Linked DNA regions of Triticum aestivum: region 1 is linked to region 2. A link is a contact called in public Hi-C data. All regions are on one chromosome and are shown on one strand. The core of a region is the stretch at or near the end of the contact, and the rest is flanking DNA. Distances in the headings are between cores, read along the strand shown.

Region 1 (3,152 bases), core at 58-2,557, 320 kb after region 2:
AACTATATTAACAAAGCTCACGATACATCAAGATCGTGCCAAATCAAGAACACGAGAGAGATATTAAACACATAGCTACTAGTACAAACTCTCAGCCTTGAGTGTGGACTACTCCTTCCTCACCATGGAGACCATAGGGATGATGAAGATGGCTTCCGGTGATGAATTCCCCTCCGGCAGGGTGTCGGAACGGAGTCTAGATTGGTTTTCATGGCTATAGACGCTTGCCGCGGCGGAACTTCTGATCTAGTGTTATTTCTGGGGGCTTCTCTATTTATAGGATTTTTTGGCGTTGGTTTCACACTAAGACGAGTCTCGAGATGAGCACAACCCACCACGCCTCGGGCTGGGCTCCAGGCGCGCCCTGGTGGGTTGTGCCCTCCTCGTGGCTCTTCTGGCCCTCCCATGAAGCTTCGGGGGTCTCTTTTGTTCAAAAAAAATATTCAAAAAGTTTCAGCCCATTCCGAGAATTTTATGTCTGCACAAAAAACAACACCACGGTAGTTTTGCTGAAAACAGCGTCAGTCCGGGTTAGTTTCGTGCAAATCATACCAAAACCATATAGAATTGTTGTAACATGACATGAATACTTCATAAATTATAGATACGTTGGAGACGTATCAACCCTCTGTCACCGCCGCTGCCACAGCACGGGCCGCTACGTCGCCCGGTATCGCCGCCGCCACACCGCCAGGGCAGCCAATTGCCGCATCCGGAACTCCCACGCCGCGTTGCCCCGTGCTAGCTGCCGATGCACTGCCTCCCCATACCGCACCTCGCCGTTTAGCGTCACACGTGTCAGTGACATGCGGGGCCTACGCCATTGTAACTAAAAAAAATAAACATCCATTGCAACTAAAAATAAAAATAAACATATTTTTACAGAAAAGAGGTTTACAGGAAATGAGAAAAGTTGTTGTCTGCCAACTTCTCGTAAATTATACGGTCAATCCGTAATATTTTTTTATGGGAAGATTTTTAGAGGAGCTATTGGAGTTGCTCTAATACTTTATTTTTTTTGAGAAACACAATTATTAATTATTTTCCGAGGTGCAAGATTATTATTCCACCCAAATTGCTGCAATTTTTGTACATTCCAGCCAAATTTTGCATGGGGTCAGAGTCAGACGGCCGGCTTTTTTTAGGGAAGAGTCATACTCATACGGCCGGCTGCCTCTTCCTTGTTGGTCCTCTCGGGTCTTGGCCCACCACGAGAGTGTACAGCGCACCATGACGGGAAGAAGAGACCAGGGGCGCGCCTCCCGACGCAACAGGGAGTTAATAAAATGCAGTCTGGTCAGGTCCAGCGTCAAATCCGCCGCGCACTGGGTCCCGCCTCGTCACTCCCTCCCAAGCCCCCCAACTTCTTTTTGTCAACTTGTTCCGCCTTCTCTCCCAGCCTCGCTCGTAGCTTCGCAGCCCTCCCGGCCAACGACCCTCGCCGGCGAGGCGCACCGCGCGGGAGCCAAAATGGCCGCGGCGGAGGCCGAGGCTTTCTCCATACGGTACCCTACTCTCGTCTTGCATCCGCTTGTTTTCTCGGGACACGCGGCTGATGCATGCTGACCTGTTCGACCGAATGCCGCAGGGGGTTCGCCGCCAGGATGCGGGCCGTGGACGCGGCCAAGTGCTGGCCATTCGGAGGCTCCGAGGACGGGGACTCGGAGACGCCGCAGCTCCCGCCAATGGACCCGACGCCGCGGTCGCGCTGGTGGGCCGACGAGCTTGCGGCGTTGCGGGCGCTGCCGGGTGTCTGCGCTGCGGGCGGAGACTTCGCCGTGGGTGGTGGCATGGGAGATGGTTTGGGGAAGGCGACGAAGAGGAAGGGATCTCGCGGGAGCGGCGGTGCCGAGAGGGCTAAGAGGCGGCGGAGAGCGCTCCAGTATAGCCTCTTTCTGAAGCACAAGGTACGCTTGGTGCCCCCGCTTTGCTTGCCCTTGCCCCGAGTATTCGCGCTAGTAGCCGTTCTCTGGGTTCAACTTCATATATGATGTTCAGTTTAGTACTAGCTTTTAGGAAGGCCCTTGTTACATTGGTAATTTAATGTCATTTGCTTGCTCTATGTTTCTGCTGGTAGACATAAACAGTGAACACAATGCGTCCAACAAGACCCACATTATGTAGCACCGCGGTTAAAATTTCTGCTGCAATGTGCCTGTTTTAGCCATTTGAAGGTGGAGTGGTGGACATTGGAAGTAGATGTTTAATCCATAGGATTTAGAGGTAGTAATCCAATACCTTGATTAATTGAACGAAAAACCACACCCTGCATCGCCCTCCCCGGATGGTGGTTGCCGGGCTTGTTCTGGCCCGCAGCGACGGCGAAGGATAGGTCCACAAGCGGCGGCTTGAGCCGACAGGGGCTTGGTGCTGGCGGTTGGCCGCATTGGTGGTCCGTCAGCCGACAGCTCCCCATCGGCGCGACATCAGGACCTGTCGCCAGCGTCTGTATGGCAATGAAGGCATGGTTCCTGCTCCCTCGGCGGCCGGGGTGATACACAGCAAATTATAGGGGTGGCCTGATCTTCATGATTGGACAGGGATTCATGGATGAACACGAGGAACAAGGGAGGAATAGGATTAAGAGGGACACACGCAAGGATAAGGTTCACAACAAAAGTACTAACTCAAATCGTAAGGTCAATGCGAGAGGAACCTCAAGATCCAATAACAAGCAAATGAAAGAAAAAACATGGCGGTAGTTCATCCCTAAATCTCCATGAGAAATGGAGGGCTTGAGAGATAGTTCGTCCCTAATTGGAAGAGAGGAGGCGTTGTAATCCAGAAGGATTCATCACCACATAGAGGTCTTGTAAGCCGGTTGGATTCTTCTCTGCATAGGACGCCTTGATCCCCTTGGGGTAGGTATATTGAGCAAAGCTCTCCCAAGTTGTTTGTGTATACTTTGCTAACACTAGATCTATTGAGGGGCATGGTATTTATAGTCTAGGACGAAAGGGTACGGGGAGGAGATACACGGGCGCTACCCAAAAAATGTGCATAAACAGTACTACCGGACAATCCAGGTTGGGGGCGGAAAGTCCGGTTGTGCTATCCTTTGGCGCCATTTTGCACTGCTGGACAGTCCGGGGCGCAGGGACCAGACAGTCCGGATGTGGAGGTGTAGTTGCACGTTCGGAGAAATGACTGGT
Region 2 (3,061 bases), core at 321-2,820:
ATGTCCCACAATCGACAGAACACATACATCCATAAATTTAGAACTGCTTGCTTTCCGAACAGGCAGTGGAAGTAGCACAGCAAACATTGCTTATCAATGAACAGAATAATCATACATTGTGATTATTTATTTTATGGCAATACATATTTAAATAATTTCACAGGAAATACCAATCTCAATTCTCCTTAGCAAGGGCAAATCATAAACTGGAGAAAAGTGCATCTCTTATGCACAACCTCCACCTGATTTGAAGATTAAAACATGCGTTGATCACTCATTCATGATTCATCTGTGGTTCTAAAGAGCAGAACAAATAAAGGAAGTTTGGAAGTTTTGGCAAAGTCTGGATTTCCTAACTGGCAAGATTGCCAAATCAAGACTATCCCTATTTCAATATATATGCAGCATGCGGAGAAGAGCGACCCCCTTACTAGCCCATTTCTCTCCCTATAGCAGGGGAGGTGAAACCTTCCCTTCCAGATTGCTGGCATCAGGATGATCTACCTGGGTGAATGTCACAGCAGCCTGCACCGAAAATGGCATTCTAGCTTTCTAAGCATTTTGGCTTGCTGTTTGCATAGGCTTTGAAAAGGTTCTGTCTCCACCACTGATATACAGATTTGCATGGGTACGAAACTAGAGTAATTCAGATTTCCGGTCAATTCATGTACAAACTTGAGCAAGACAGAAATATGAAACTATCTTGTCTGTAATCAAGTCTATAAAGCTAGTTTATCTCTTACAATTTTGACAAACTTGGCTGTGGGAAATTGCTATTTTGCATCAATGCTGACAGACACCAGAAAGCACCAATTTCCATTACCAAGGCTAGGCAATTCGCTAGAAGACACCCCAATCGCTAAAATAATATTTATTGGGCAGGGAGTAGAGAGAACACCGATGAAACATGTCATATTAAGAAATGAAGATAATCGGGCGGTGACAACCCCTCAACAGAAATTCTAAACCGTGACAAAAACGGCATTTCTGAAAATTTTCAGATTTATCACAGCACCTCAGACATGCAATTCAAAAACACTAAGCCTGTCGGTGCGAAGCACCAGCCGGCAACGCAGCACCCGATCCACTCACCACCACGAAGTAGGCGGCGACGAGGAGGTAAGCCCGGGCCCCAAATGCGCGCCAGGTGAGGGTGCCGAGGACGTAGGCGGCCGCGATGCCGGAGGCGGAGAGGCCGGAGAGGAGCAGCGGCGTGCCCGCGACGAAGATGGCGGCGTTGGTGGTGGCAGCCGAGCTCCACGTAGGCGGAGACGCCTGGAAGGCGCCGGCGACCGCGTCCCGGAGGCCCGCCGCCGCGGCGGCAATGTCCGGTAGAGCGCGCGGAGGGGCAGGTGACAGGTGGCGCGAAACCCTGCTCCGGCGAGGGGCTAGGGGCAGGGTCCTGGGCGCGAGGAGGGAGGGAGAGCCGGATGGGAGGAGGGGACGAGGCGGAGAGGAGAGGGGGCCGTGGAGCAGCGGCAGGAGACCGCACGCCATTTTCCGCCGCCGTCTAGTCTTTTTTTTTTTAGACTCGCCACAGTCTCTAGTCTTGGACGCCTTCGACTCTTGTCAACCGTACGAGACTCCTCAGCACGCATACCACTAAATACGCCTTCGCGTATGGTTTGTGGTAGCGCTTTGAAGACGTCTTCTGGTCGGGTTTACGGAGTAATGAAGGTGCGTTTCCAGTTAGGCATGTCGGGCGTGGGTATAAAACATCGCGCCCCCGTCCAACCCTGGGCGACGCCGCCGCCCGCTTTCTATTCAAACCCTAGCCGCCATCGCAGATGGCGATCTACGTCTCCCAATTCCCGATACGTTTCGTTGGTGTTTTCTTCCGAGATCTCGTGCGCGTTTCTTGCTTCTTCTTCTTGCTGCCAAGTGATGTTTGGGTTATTGCGCAAGGGCTTTGAGCAGTTCATGGCATGGTTTTTGCCTGACGCGATGAGATCACAAGTTATTTACCATCCCTTCTGATGGCAGCACCTCGTTCATCTCTCTCCCTTTCGTTTGATGATGGTTGTATGCAATTAAGCAAGAAAATTGTGCCGTTCCGAGTTGGTTTTGGTATTAACAATCTGGTGCCTTTTTGCCCTCGTTTACTTTTCACAAAATCTTCCGTTGCCAAGTGATGTTTGGGTTATTGCGCAAGGGCTTTGAGCAATTCGTTGGCACTTTTGTGCTAATGCTGTGAGATAAAACTACATGAGATCCCTCCTGATGGCAATTTGGTACTCAAGTCTTATCTTAGTAAACGACATGGATGTCGTGCTCTCTGCAGTTTGTAGATATTTTGCGCTGTTTTTCTGTGTTGTACCTCTATAGCATCAGAGAGTGTTTTTCATGAAGCATTAGACGGTGTAATTTGTATGGACTCGTATTTCTTCTATTCAACAGAATATTTGTGTACTGTTGAAGTGCAAGTCGACCAAATCCCACTGCTACTGCAGACCCTATAACACACTCCCTTCGTAAACTAATATAAAAACGTTTAGATCACGAAAATTGTAATCTAAACACTTTCATATATTAATTTACAGAGGGAGTATCAAATTGGTTTAAAATGAAGATCACTAGCAGAACTCATTTGGCAAACCGGCACATAGAGAACTACTCCCTCTGTTCCAAAATAGATGGCTCAAGAGTCATCGTCATCTATTTTGGAATAAAGGGAGTATATGACACAAAAATATGGAGGAGAGTTTTGACAAAAGCCTACCACTTTAGGGGTTTACGTCCCACTGAACTATCACTTTTAAAAATGACTAAAACCTATCATTTTTTTTATTGTGACAAAAAACTACCACTTTCGCATAATGGCGCGTTTAGTCAATTTTGTTTATTTTGATTGTTAGGTTGACCGTTATGATAGGTGGGTCCCGCATGTCAGCATCATCCTTTTCTTCCTCCTCCTCTCTTTCTTTGGAATTTTAGCAAACACCTCATGTGCACCTCTACCGCGGTGGAAGACCTGCCTTTCCAACAGCACGAGGCCGTTCGTCATGTTGCTACACACGGCGGCGAGCTCTGTCACGGCCTCCATCTCTCCGTTGAGCGGGAT

What was found. A called contact is a pair of places that touch in the nucleus more often than the background predicts.
Region 1: a contact with region 2 is called in a Hi-C map of leaf, with 3 times the contacts expected there. The contact joins the promoter of LOC123079116 here to the promoter of LOC123079115 in region 2. A contact is called at or near these places in 2 of 5 Hi-C or Micro-C datasets (both in leaf).

The regions. Positions count from the first base shown.
Region 1 is chr3D:392,808,292-392,811,443 of IWGSC CS RefSeq v2.1, forward strand. LOC123079116 reads left to right here and starts at 1,308. Exons shown (of 3, transcript XM_044501793.1): 1 at 1,308-1,505; 2 at 1,589-1,907. The coding sequence starts at 1,471.
Region 2 is chr3D:392,488,721-392,491,781 of IWGSC CS RefSeq v2.1, forward strand. It overlaps LOC123079115 (protein VTE6, chloroplastic), which reads right to left and starts at 1,571. Exons shown (of 5, transcript XM_044501792.1): 1 at 1,093-1,571. The coding sequence starts at 1,497.